Regions from separate parts of the Mus musculus genome. Here regions 1, 2 and 3 are each linked to region 4. The links are chromatin contacts, called in public promoter capture Hi-C and targeted proximity ligation maps. All regions are on one chromosome and are shown on one strand. The core of a region is the stretch at or near the end of the contact, and the rest is flanking DNA. Distances in the headings are between cores, read along the strand shown. Region 1 holds the start of Vegfb (vascular endothelial growth factor B). Region 2 holds the start of Spindoc (spindlin interactor and repressor of chromatin binding). Region 3 holds the start of Ccdc86 (coiled-coil domain containing 86). Region 4 holds the start of Tut1 (terminal uridylyl transferase 1, U6 snRNA-specific).

The links. Promoter capture Hi-C pulls out the DNA fragments that hold promoters and counts their contacts.
Region 1: a promoter capture Hi-C map of embryonic stem cells shows a contact between it and region 4, with 4 times the contacts expected there. A contact is called at or near these places in 4 of 39 promoter capture datasets (cranial neural crest, embryonic stem cells, erythroid cells and 1 more), 1 of 484 Hi-C or Micro-C datasets (B cells) and 1 of 130 datasets of targeted methods (pancreatic cancer cells).
Region 2: a contact with region 4 is called in a targeted proximity ligation map of pancreatic cancer cells. A contact is called at or near these places in 6 of 39 promoter capture datasets (hematopoietic stem and progenitor cells, hippocampal neurons, liver and 3 more) and 1 of 130 datasets of targeted methods (pancreatic cancer cells).
Region 3: a promoter capture Hi-C map of hippocampal neurons shows a contact between it and region 4, with 4 times the contacts expected there. A contact is called at or near these places in 4 of 39 promoter capture datasets (cranial neural crest, frontonasal cranial neural crest, hippocampal neurons and 1 more).

What each region holds. Positions count from the first base shown.
Region 1 is chr19:6,985,937-6,988,967 of GRCm38.p6, reverse strand. It overlaps Vegfb (vascular endothelial growth factor B), which reads left to right and starts at 1,317. Exons shown (of 7, transcript NM_001185164.1): 1 at 1,317-1,616; 2 at 2,152-2,194; 3 at 2,482-2,678; 4 at 2,874-2,947. The coding sequence starts at 1,557. It overlaps Dnajc4 (DnaJ heat shock protein family (Hsp40) member C4), which reads left to right. Exons shown (of 7, transcript NM_001357001.1): 6 at 693-779; 7 at 860-1,057. The coding sequence ends at 971.
Region 2 is chr19:7,381,335-7,384,435 of GRCm38.p6, reverse strand. Spindoc (spindlin interactor and repressor of chromatin binding) reads left to right here and starts at 1,410. Exons shown (of 6, transcript NM_001033139.3): 1 at 1,410-1,764. The coding sequence starts at 1,635. 1700105P06Rik (RIKEN cDNA 1700105P06 gene) reads right to left here and starts at 1,433. Exons shown (of 1, transcript NR_045703.1): 1 at 875-1,433.
Region 3 is chr19:10,947,876-10,950,850 of GRCm38.p6, reverse strand. Ccdc86 (coiled-coil domain containing 86) reads left to right here and starts at 1,585. Exons shown (of 4, transcript NM_023731.3): 1 at 1,585-2,573. The coding sequence starts at 1,618.
Region 4 is chr19:8,952,074-8,955,151 of GRCm38.p6, reverse strand. Tut1 (terminal uridylyl transferase 1, U6 snRNA-specific) reads right to left here and starts at 1,320. Exons shown (of 9, transcript NM_197993.3): 1 at 1,131-1,320. The coding sequence starts at 1,212. It overlaps Mta2 (metastasis-associated gene family, member 2), which reads right to left. Exons shown (of 18, transcript NM_011842.3): 18 at 2,852-3,078.

The DNA.
Region 1 (3,031 bases), core at 68-2,567, 2.0 Mb after region 4:
CAATTTTTTTTTTTTTTTTTTTTGCAAATTTTTTAAGTTCAGGGTCATCTTTGGTTACATATGGAGTTTGAGGCTAGCCTAGGCTACATTAAACTGTGTCTCAATATAGAAAGAAAGAGGGCCAGGCAGTGGTGGTGCACGCCTTTAATCCCAGCACTTGGGGGGCAAAGGCAGGTGGATTTCTGAGTTCGAGGCCAGCCTGGTCTACAAAGTGAGTTCCAGGACAGCCAAGGCTATACAGAGAAAACCTGTCTCAAAAAACCATAAAAAAAAATAAAAGAAAAGAAAGAAAGAGCGAGGAAGGACAAGTGCCGTATAACAGTGACAGTCCATGGTAGCTGCCAGGACCTCACCATACACTCGAATGCATGCTGTCATACCAGTTTTCTGTGGCATAGAAACCCAAAGGATGGAGCCCATTGTCCGTAGTATCTAGCAATGGAGATTACCTAAATATGCCCCCTTTCTAGTCTTCTGGGAGAGGCAACCTGATTTCAGAGCTGTTTCACCAACCTTCTTCACAGGACAGCCAGTGACTTAGGGTGCCACCTAGTTCTGGGACTTGGGCCACTTGGTGTCTGTTATAGAGAGAGATGTAAAGTTGTGTGAGAGATGCTAGAACCTGGTCAAGGACCAGGGTTTGAGGGACACCAGAGTTCGGAGACTCGGAGTTAACTGCAATTCCTTCACAGGAAGCTGGAGCAGGTGCATCGCAGCTTCATGGATGAAAAGGACCGGATCATTACAGCCATCTACAATGACACTCGGGCCAGGGCCAGGTCTGTCACTGCTCTGACTTTGCTTCCTGCTTCAGCACCACCCTCCAGGATGTCTGTCCTGATCCTGTTTTTCTTTCCAGGGCCAACAGAGCCAGGATTCAGCAGGAGCGCCAGCAGAGGCAGCAGCCTCGGGCAGAACCCTCCCTGCCTCCAGAAAGCTCCAGGATCATGCCCCAGGACACAAGCCCCTGAGAGGCTTAACTAAATGGGACCTTCATTGGTCCTCTCCCTGCTGCCTGTCCAGAACTACACGTGCAATAAACTCATTTTCAGACGCCTGTCCGATTCGGTCCTTCAGGTCACGCATCTCCTCACCCCTCCCCTCGTGAGGCAGCGACCCCCGGAGCTCGGCCTCCAGGGCGGTGTGTCCCCTTTCCCCTGCAGCGGCGGGAGGGGGCGTTTGGAGGGGACCGGCTCCGCCCCCGCCCCGCCTCCGCCCGCGGCCCGGTGGGGAGCGCGTGTTTAGGTCACATGAGCCTCTTGCCCGCCAGCCCCGGCCAGGCCCCCTGCCACCCCCCGCCGTCCCCGTTGCCCGCCGTCCCGGCCACCACCGCCGCCACTACAGGCCGCCTGCCTGTCTTGTTCCTCAGGCCGTCGCTGCGGCGCTGCGTTGCGCTGCCTGCGCCCAGGGCTCGGGAGGGGGCCGCGGAGGAGCCGCCCCCTGCGCCCCGCCCCGGGTCCCCGGGCCCGCGCCATGGGGCTCTGGCTGCCGCCGCCCCCCACGCCGCCGGGCTAGGGCCATGCGGGCGCTCCCGGCGCTCGCCCCCCGCGGGCACCATGAGCCCCCTGCTCCGTCGCCTGCTGCTTGTTGCACTGCTGCAGCTGGCTCGCACCCAGGTACGTGCGTCCGCGACATCCCGCTCGCTAGCTCGCCCGCCCGCCCGCGGTGCCCTCTCAAGGTTGGCGGAAGTGGGGAGGCGCCTGCTACCTCTGTCGAGGGGATCCTCAGTTCAAACCGGGAATATCCCTTAAGAGGTGCCCCTTGGCGAAGGCCCGCTAGTCCTAGCCCATGCCCCTGGGGCCACTCCCCCACCTCACCCCATCCCCTGGGCGGTTGTAGGGCGGAGCTGCCTCCGTGCCCTCCGAACCTCGTTTGTCTCCCACTATCCTGGCTCCTGACCTAAAACAAGCCCAGCGCTAAGGCTTGGGCTTTAGTACCATTCCCAGAGTATGCCTGGTGGGTCTTGGGCCAGGGAAAGTACCAGATGTCTGAGTATACAAGAAAAATTAGAACCAAGGTCTTGGGAACAGAATAAATCTGGAAAGGTGTCAGAAAGGCGCAGAAGCCTGACTCAAGGACGGAGCCCTTACATAGCCACAGGGCCAGCCCTTTTAGAGTGCATCTTGGGCCCAGGTATCTTCTTTCCCACAGGCCCCTGTGTCCCAGTTTGATGGCCCCAGCCACCAGAAGAAAGGTAATAATAGTTAACAATAACTTGCCACCAGCCAGTACTAAGAGGGGTTAGCACTTGCTCTGATTTCATATCCCTTATCTTGCGTGATCCCAACTCCTTTGGGCGATACCATTCCATAGAGGAAGAAACTGAGGCAGAGGGCTTAATCATTTCTTGAGAAACAAGGCAGAGAAAGACAGGTTTAAAAGATGGTTGGGGTGGTGGTGATAGGGTATCAGAGAGGCTACATGCTCAGAGGAGCTTCAGGAGACCTGATAAGAACTTAATCCATCTGGGTCTGCCCACAGTGGTGCCATGGATAGACGTTTATGCACGTGCCACATGCCAGCCCAGGGAGGTGGTGGTGCCTCTGAGCATGGAACTCATGGGCAATGTGGTCAAACAACTAGTGCCCAGCTGTGTGACTGTGCAGCGCTGTGGTGGCTGCTGCCCTGACGATGGCCTGGAATGTGTGCCCACTGGGCAACACCAAGTCCGAATGCAGGTACCAGGGCCTATGGGTCAGGTGTGTTGATGGGACAGTGATGTCCTATGGGCTGGGCCAACCCAGGGAGGGGCGTGCTGGAGGTGGGAATTTCTGGTCATTCTTTCTCTAGCCTATCTAGTATCCCCTTCCTCTGTCTTTTTCTGGCCCTGCCCCCCACCACTCACTGTCTCTTCCTCGTTCTCCTGAGCACAGATCCTCATGATCCAGTACCCGAGCAGTCAGCTGGGGGAGATGTCCCTGGAAGAACACAGCCAATGTGAATGCAGGTGCCAGCCAGGTCCAGGTCACAAAGTGTAGCATGGGGTGGGGGTACCAGGCATGGGCTTGTACCTTACTTAGTAGGGACCAGG
Region 2 (3,101 bases), core at 161-2,660, 1.6 Mb after region 4:
CTCACCTGCTCAGGAGGAGTTAGAACTCAGGAGGGACAGAGGGAGGGAAATAACAGGCTTTTCTTTTTCTTGCCTTTCAGGCCTTAGTCACAATCTCCCGGAAGCTTGAGTCCTGTAGCCAGCCCACTGCAAAAACAGAACAGACTACCTACCCAGAGGCATTGGGCAAAAAGCAAAGAACAGCCTTTAGGTAAGAACTATCCAGGCCTAGGAAATTGCTTGATTTGGAGTATCTTTTTAGTACTGGGTACATTTCAAAGTAATAGAAATTTCCTCAGTTCTTTCTATTGTGGCTGCTGTATGTGGTGTCAGCTCAGACCTTTAATCCTTGTGCCAGGGGAATGGAGGGAGGAGGAAAAGGTTTGGGGCAAGCAGGGTTACACAGATTCCAGGTCAGACTGACATGAAAGTGAGTCCTTATCTCAACAAAATAAAAGCTGGTTATGCAGTGGATGGGGGGGGGGTGGGTATGCCCAGGGCGCGCGCGCACACACAAACACACACACACACACACACACACACACACACACACACACACACAATATACGGTAAGTGAACTGTTTCTCTTCTGTCCCCTAGCCTCCTACATCATCCACAATTACTGTTTCTGGGCTGATAATTACTGTTGGTAGCACTTAAAATCAGAATTTTGAGTGCCAGACATTTTTGCCGTTTCTCAGCTGAAATCTAGCGTGTCTGGTGTGTGTATGTGTGTGGGGAGGGGATGTTATGCAGAAGTGTAAGTGCCCATTGTGACAGTCTTCACTCAGGCACGAATGCCAGGCAGCAGCGCCATAGCAACCGGATCCCGGTCTTGGAGGCTCTCAGGGGATTTGCTGTGTCCTGGGAAAAGGCCACACTCTCTGGACTCACGTTTTTTGTTTTGTTTTGTTTTTAACGTAAATTATATCCATCGGAAGCGGTTTACACACGCCCACACGCCACTCTTGTCCTCTTCATCTTCTAGAATCTTTGTTTAGGAGGATCCAAAGTGATTTTTCTTTCCCTAAAGCGTATGTGCTAGTAGAAAGGAACGAGGCCCAAAGAAATTAGAAGAGATGTCTCCACACTTCTGAGCCTATGTATCCTTCACACATCCCCACCGGTCTTTTCTCGTCTGTGTTGCCTCCCAGGCAGGCAGCTAGTCAGGGGAAAGCCAAGAAGTAAGATGCCGAGCAGCCCTTTCCTCCAGCCATTGGTGGGGATGCCCTACCGGGTCTCCAAGGCTGCCGGCGCCGCTCCCAGGAAAACTCCAGGCTTCGCCGCCGAGCAAACCGGCCAGAGACAAACGCGCTGCACAGGGTTCTGGCCCAGACCTGTGGCTGGGGCGGGGCTAGGGGGCGTGTCCTCACGTGATTGGCCAGCCTGGTCTGGAGGCGGGACTGCCGGACGGACGCTGACAATGAGCCTCCATAAAAGGGAGCGGCGGGGTTGGGGGCCCCGGATCGAACCCTCCCCGCCCGGGGTCGTGACGCGTTGAAGCCCGTGGCTGGCGGGGCGGCCGGGCGAGCGGCGGGTGAGCTAGGCGAGCCGCGGGCCCGGGGTGGTCCGGGGCAGGAGGCGGCCGCCACAGGCGGTGCGCCGAGGTCTGTGCGAACGTCCTCGGCTATCCGGTCGCCCTTCTTCGCCTCGCCATGGCCCTGAAAGCCAAGGGCGCCGCGGCTCTGGATTGCTTCGAGGTGACGCTCAAGTGTGAGGAAGGGGATGATGACGACGAGGCCGTGGTGGTGGCCGTGATCCCGCGGCCCGAGCCGATGCTCCGAGGTGAGGGGGGGGACACCTCACTTCCGCTTGGTGGTCCGGGACTAGATCTCCAGGTCCCGGTCCCCGGTTCCCGGTCCCCAGGCGCTTCCCTGGGCCGGCATCTGCAGCCCCAGAGGGCCCTTCCCTGTCCGGTCCGCGGCTACGGCGCCCTCGCTCCTCCCCCACCGGGTTTGGAATCCCAGGCCTCTCGGAGCCCCCCTTCCTCCGCCGCCCCTCCCCCGCTCAGGGTCTAGAGACTTCCATCCACACCGAAGGAGCGGTTCAGGTCTTCCGGTTCCCTGCGCCCCCTCGGGCCCAGAGTAGAGGCCGGATTCCCAGTACAGTGGTTTGTGCCCGGCTGTTGTCTCCCGGTTCCGGTCTGTTTCTTAGGCCGAGGGGCGACCAGGCCTCTAGGCCCCAGGCTAGTCCCCCGTAGTGATAACGGAGGTGAAGGCTGGCGCGGCTGGCGACCTCCAGAGAGGGGAAATAACCCAGTAAGTAGAAGCCTCCACCCGTCCTCAATCCTCTAGGCCTTCTGTTTCAGGAGCCACAGGTGTCAAGTCTAAAACCCGGCATTTGAATGGAATTGCTAGTAGCACCCCGTTTGAGAAAAGCGGGACTTGCTTGGGGGTGGGTAACAAGCCATGTCATCTACATGGAGATTAGTCACCAAAGGAGGTGTTTGAGGGACAATCTGGGAATACATTGCTCTCCCTTCCCGTCCTCCTTCCCCAGCCTCTCTGGTCCAAAGGAGAAAACAAAGAGCTACCTTTGTGGAAGATAATTAGTCATGAAAAATGCAAATATTTCCTTAGGGTGGAATACCTGTTTCCCTTAAGCATGACAGTACCCAGAATAGATTGAGAACCAAATTGGTCATTGTGTTTCTTTAACTCATTTTTGGAGATGGGAGGGAAGGTTAGGAAATTGGGGGGTGGGGCACATTCCTCTCACTGTTTGGTGCATCACACAGGTTATTTTTTACTTGTGCTGGTTTATAGAGTGCTTAACCAAGATGGCTTCATCACTGTGAGAGGGAAGTAGACATCTACAGAGGTTCATTCTTCAGCTTTAGTGGGCAGCTATATGCCAAGCATATAGCTTCAGGCAGAGCTGAGAATGGTAAACAGTAGGGACCAGGGTAAGTGAAACCCTGCTCTTAAGTGTGCATCCAGTGGTAGCCAGCAGGTAAATATCGAATAGTATGTTAGGTGGCAGTGAGTTCTCTTTGTTGTGTGTGTCTGTGCCTGTGTCTGTTTGTCAGTTGCGTCAAGTATGAAGAGATCTGGGCAACTCTTGGGAGTCAGTTCTCACAGCACTGTGGCATTGAATTTGGTTCATCAGGGTTGGCAGTAAGA
Region 3 (2,975 bases), core at 336-2,835, 2.0 Mb before region 4:
AACATGCGGGCTCTGAGCCCATACCGGGGAGATATACCATACCAGACATACCAGCCCATACCAGACATATAATTACAGCACACGAGTGCTACAGTTTCTAGTGACATGTAGAAGCTGTACTATTCCCTACCCCTAAGAATGGACTCAGGTTGACTCCATGTGTGGCAGTGCCTAGGGAGTGTGTCCAAGAATTGTGCTTTCTACCTTGCTCACAGGAACGTTTCTCTGGGTCTTCATCTTCCCTGCCTCCTCCTGGATCAGCAAGTAACCATCCCGGCAGAGATGAAGGTTTTAATTGTTTTGTTTTGTTTTGTTTTGTTTTGTTTTGTTTTGTTTTTCGAGACAGGGTTTCTCTGTGTAGCCCTGGCTGTCCTGGAACTCACTCTGTAGACCAGGCTGGCCTCGATCTCAGAAATCTGCCTGCCTCTGCCTCCCAAGTGCTGGGATTAAAGGCTTTCGACACTGCATCTCTTAGCCTATCAGCCAATCAATCAGACAGAGGACTCCAAAGAAATGAAAATTTCCCCAGAATTCTCATGCTGGGAGAAGAAAAAGGTACCAGCCAGAGGGGAAACTTGTCTCCTGGAAAAAGATTTCAGAGTTCTAAAAGCTTGTCAGACCACCTTACAGGATGAGACTAAAACCCAGATAATAATGGGCCAATGGTGGGCAGAGTCATACCTTGGTAAGGACTACTCAGATGTATTTATCCTTGGCCCTCTATCTAAATTTTTTATCTAAATTTAGAACCCTGAGGTCAAATTTGGGTGATTCACAGAATCTCTTTGCCCCTCTTTCTAGTATGACTACATTGAATAAATCTCCTTTTTCTAAAGATTTCCAGTTTTTAATGTGTCTCTTTCAATTGGCTTATTGAGGATAAGGTAGCTAGACCTGACTTCGGGCACAGGTTGTGAACCCCCAACATTGACAACAAGCAGTCAAGGTTTTCTGGGCCACAGACCTGACACTTTGCTGATTAACTGAAACTGTTCAAAGATGAGAACCACCTATTGCATACTTGGGCCCACTAGTAGAGAAGAGGAAGTGAAAAGAATGGGAACGTTTGAGACAACTCAAAAACTGAAGATTTCCCACTCAGGAAGACCACCAGGACCTTCCCCTTTGTTACACAGCGCAAAGCTACTGTGCTACAAAAGATAAAAGAAAAGGCGATGTTTGCGGGCCCAGCAGTTCCAGAACAAGTTAGCGCGCTGATTCGGCTCTGCCTACAAACTCCCTCCGCCTTTTTCCAACCTCTTCTCTCAAGAAAAAAAAAATTATTTTTATATGTGTGTGTGTGTGTGTGTGTGTGTGTGTGTGTGTGTGTGTGTGTGTGTATGTATAATATACCCCCACCCCATCCCCTTGCAAGAACTCGCAGTTTGCAAAAAACGCATCGCAGAAACCAAGCAACTAAACTCTGTAACTGAGCTCATGCACAACACGCATGCGTCTACTAAGCCCAGCCTCCCGGGACCGACTTCATCCCCGGCTCCGCCTACCCACGGGTCTCTCTACCGCAAGTGCGCTTCCTGCCCGGTACGGAAATGGACGAGTCTGACGTCATATGAAGGCGCCGACAGTTCCGAAGGCTACAGAGGCTACACGTGAGCCATGGATACGCCGCTGAGGCGCAGCCGGCGGCTGGAAGGCCTAAAACCTCTGTCTCCAGAAAACCTTCCTGTCCCCGAAGTCTCTCGGGCGAAACGGGCTCTTGTAGATTTCAAGTCGAACTCAGAAGAAACAGGAGAGCTCAAGTCTACGAGAGTTCCACCACTGAGCCTTCCGTCTCCCGGACCTCAGCCGGAGACGAGCCCCGGATCGCCCTGTCCACCACTGAGCCTTCCGTCTCCCGGACCTCAGCCGGAGACGAGCCCCGGATCGCCCTGTCCACCACTGAGCCTTCCGTCTCCCGGACCTCAGCCGGAGACGAGCCCCGGATCGCCCTGTCCACCACTGAGCCTTCCGTCTCCCGGACCTCAGCCAGAGACGAGCCCCGGATCGCCCTGTCCACCACTGAGCCTTCCGTCTCCCGGACCTCAGCCAGAGGCGAGCCCCGGATCACCCGGTCCTAGACAGGATGCAGACGATGGGTCCCCACAAAGGCAGCCAGAGCCTCACCCCGGGTCCCTTCAACCTCATCAAGATCTGGGCCTGGAGTCACCTGCAGGACAGACAGAGTCGAGCCCGGAATCCCCGCAACGAGAGCAGCCATCCAAATTACCTCCCCCACAGGGAGAACTGGACTCTGAGGCGGCCCACGCTAAAGAGGAGGTGATCCCAGGATCCCCCGAGCCTTGCCCGGGCCAGCAAGCACCGGGTCCCGAGCCCTCTCAGCCAGCACAGGAGCTGACGGTCCAGGCACCTAGCTCCCCAGAGCGCCAGTTGGAGCCAGGCAAGCTGCCTCCGGCGGGAGAGACAGTAACAGAAAGTCTCAACCTAAAGAAGCGAGTTATAGCCTCTCCCCAGGCCCCAGCGTCCAAGAAATTGAAAGAGAAGGAGGAGCTTCCTGTAATTCCGAAAGGGAAGCCCAAATCCGGGCGTGTGTGGAAAGACCGCTCCAAGAAGAGGTAAAGTGGGGGTAGCATGGGTGATGTGTTGGGTTCTTAGTACATTTGGACCTTGCCTTCGCCTGAATGCAATCCAAGGGTTGTAAAGAGTTCACCCGAATGAAATTAACAAACACGATCATAATGTCAAAATGCCCTAAGGTCGGGGAGGGAGATAGATCCTCAAAGATCATTTCTTTAATGTCTGCCCTAGACGGTGTTCTTTTGAGCTTTCTTCCCATCCTTTTTTTATTATGAGGCAGGGTCTCACTGTATAGCACTGGCTGTCCTGAAATTCAGAGATACACCTGCTTCTGCTTCCCTAGTGCTGGGTTTATAGACGTGCCACCTTTACCTTGTCCGCCACATCTCGTGTGGCAGGCAGAGCAAGAAAGGCGGCCATTATATGAACATAGTGAGGTC
Region 4 (3,078 bases), core at 71-2,570:
AGAAGCAGTAAGCAAAGAAACATCTGCACACTGGAGAAGAATTAAGTAACTTGTCCAAGGCCATATGTACAAGAACTAAATAAATTAGAGCCCTGAATAATTCTCAGGAATAAAAAGTAGGTATTCCATAGCCAGGCAGTGGTGGCGCACGCCTTTAATCCCAGCACTTGGGAGGCAGAGGCAGATGGATTTCTGAGTTCAAGGCCAGCCTGGTCTGTAGAATAAGTTCCAGGACAGCCAGGGCTATACAGAGAAACCCTGTCTCAAAAAACCAAAAACAAAAAAACAAAAACAAAAACAAAAAGGTGGGTAATGCAGACATAACATTTTCTCAGACATATGATGGAAATGATAGTGTCTAACATATAGGCATCATTCATGTACAGCTCCAGCCTTCTGGGATGTGGGCTTGGATGTGTAAGTGTAGAAAATTAGCTATTATTTAATTATCAGTCAGCTGCTTGGTGCCATGGAAGCATGTTATGTGAACAAAGAAGGCTCCTAAGTTGCTGGCTTGCCCTAATGAGCAGAGTGCTGGGGGGGGGGGGGGGGTGTCATTCACAAAGAAAATACTAGAAGGCCCTGTTTAGGGGAGATCACAATTGCGGACATAAAAAGTAGGATCTGATGTGTCATTGAGTCGTTCACAATGTCACAGAATGATCTAGTCCACCTTCCCTACACCTTTTCCTCACTGGCACCTTCGGCCCTCATTCAGATCACGCTATTTCACTCATCCTCGCCTCTAGAGAAAGCCTCCATTGGGGAGTCTCCGACTGAATTACTGCCTTCTCTGTGAACATACCCGTGGTGTACTGAAACTACCTCAGGCCAAACAATGAGTTCCTAAATCGCCTTCCCTACTCCAGAGACCAGCAGAAGTACCAGAAACAGAAGGGATGGACAGCGGGTGATGATTTTAAAGGGAATAATGAAACTTTCACTATGGAGATTTTCCATAGCAGGAACCACAGGTCAGATTTTTCCCCACTCTCCAGTGCCCTAGGATATGATGAGTGAAAATAGGTGGATGACCCTATTTTCAAAAACAAAAACACCAAAAACACATAACCTAGATAACCCTAACTTTCACTAGCACCCACCCTCCTCCCTCACTAGCCACCGCTTACGGTTGGCTGTAGTAACATCGCAGAGGCAGCAGCGAAAGCGGCCACGCGGCAGCGATACAACGTCCGAATCCACCGCCGCCATAGCCACTCTCCGGTACGGAACGCCTACAGCCTATTTCGCCGGAAACACACCGGAACACACAACTAAAAATTGTAACGTGCGTGCGGGGAAGCCACTTCCGTCAATGTAGTAGGAAGTGACGTCGTGTCCTTTGCTGCCATATTCCTCCAGAAACCTCGTTCGTAGGATTGAGAGTTCCAGCTCTAAAACACTTTCGGGAAAGGCCGCCCTTCGACGATGCTTATTGGCCTACAGTTAACTAGTTGGAGAGCTTCGTTCTACTCCAGCGTTGATTGGCCCGAAGAATCGTGAATATTCATTAAGCAGCCACAAAGGCGTGCTTGCTTCTTGACAGCAGAAGTCCTTCTTTGCCAAGTGGTGGCGGGCGATCTATGCCTTTATTTCACCACACAACTGCCCCCTCAATCTCTTATTTTACCCTGCGAATAGACGCAGAGGGTGGGTGTTTCCAATCGCTTGCCTTGTGGAGCTCAGGGACTCCCGCATCCTCAGGTCAGTTCCTTTCTCTGCAGCCTGATCCTTCTACAAGTGTTCTCAGAGCTGTCCATCCCTGTCTCTCCCACCCCCATCAGCTGGATTCAATGAGCGCAATGCCAGATGGCTGATAGCTTAGTCTGCCAGTTTCTTCCACAGATGTAGTCTGAATGAAGTATATTAACGAGGCCCGTTTCAAGGCAGTACAATGAAGAACTGACTACAGTGGTAAGAGATAAGGACATTCATTCAAGAATGTGGAACGGGAAGTGTAGCAGATCCCCAACCAGAATTAGTCGTGTGGTTTCAGAAGCAGAGGAGAGTATGAAAGCTGGTCGATCATAGGGCCCGTGATGAAATGGAAGGGCTACCAGGTGAGAGCTCAGCAGCTTGTGCTGTGATTATCAGCCGCACAGTAGACCTTAGGCAGAACACCAACCAGTCTGCGACCTTGACTGAGTCACCTATAAGGCCCTGTGTCCCTCCTTATTGGGCCCTCCTCAGGCATCTAATCCTTATGCCAACCCAAAAGAGCAGACCAAACCAAAAAAGAGAATACTGCAGTACGCTTAAAAGCAGGGGCAGTTGCTAAGGTTGATTGTTAATCCTGAGGCAGCAGTCTGTATACATACACCACTGAGCTTGAATTGCAGTCTTGCTTCCCCGTTGCTGAGATTAAAGGTAGGGATGTGCCAACACAAGCAGCATTTGTTGGAGTACATCTTTGCCTGTTAGCTAACATTTCCTAGAATGCCTAAATGAAAGTTAAGGCTGAGGATGTAGGTAGCTCAATAGTAGAGCACTTGCCTAGCATTCTCTGGGCCCTGGGACCAATTCCCTGGCATCCAAAGGACAAGTAGGTAACAGGCAGACATCCTCACACCCTTCTGTGGAGACGGAGAGCCCTTAGAGCTCGGAACAAATCTAGACCAAGATAATGCTTGCACTTCAGCCCCAATGGGAGAAGCTCGAGTCCCACAAGAAGGCTAGCTGGCACAGACTTCCTCCCAGTCCGGCTGCATGTCTCAGAAAGCTGCTCCTAGACCAAGCACCATCTGTACCTCCTTCATTGTCCTTTGTCCTCTATTTTCCCTCTCAAAAACACCCCCAAAACAAAAATGCAGCGCACGCGCGCGCACACACACACAGAATAGCTGAGCCTGGAGGAGCTGAAGAAAACAGCTTTTTATTTGTCACTGTAAGAACCAATTACAGAATCTGAGGTTAAAAAACAGACAAAAGATCTTTATTTCTGAGAATTGGCATATAAAAGGCAGAGGGAGAAAGGGGAGGGAAGAAAGAGTGAGCATGGGCTGGGGTTGACGCCATCTTAGGGCTCTCAAATTCCAATTAGGAAAGTCCGGACACCGGACAGTAAGAGTAACCCCCCAT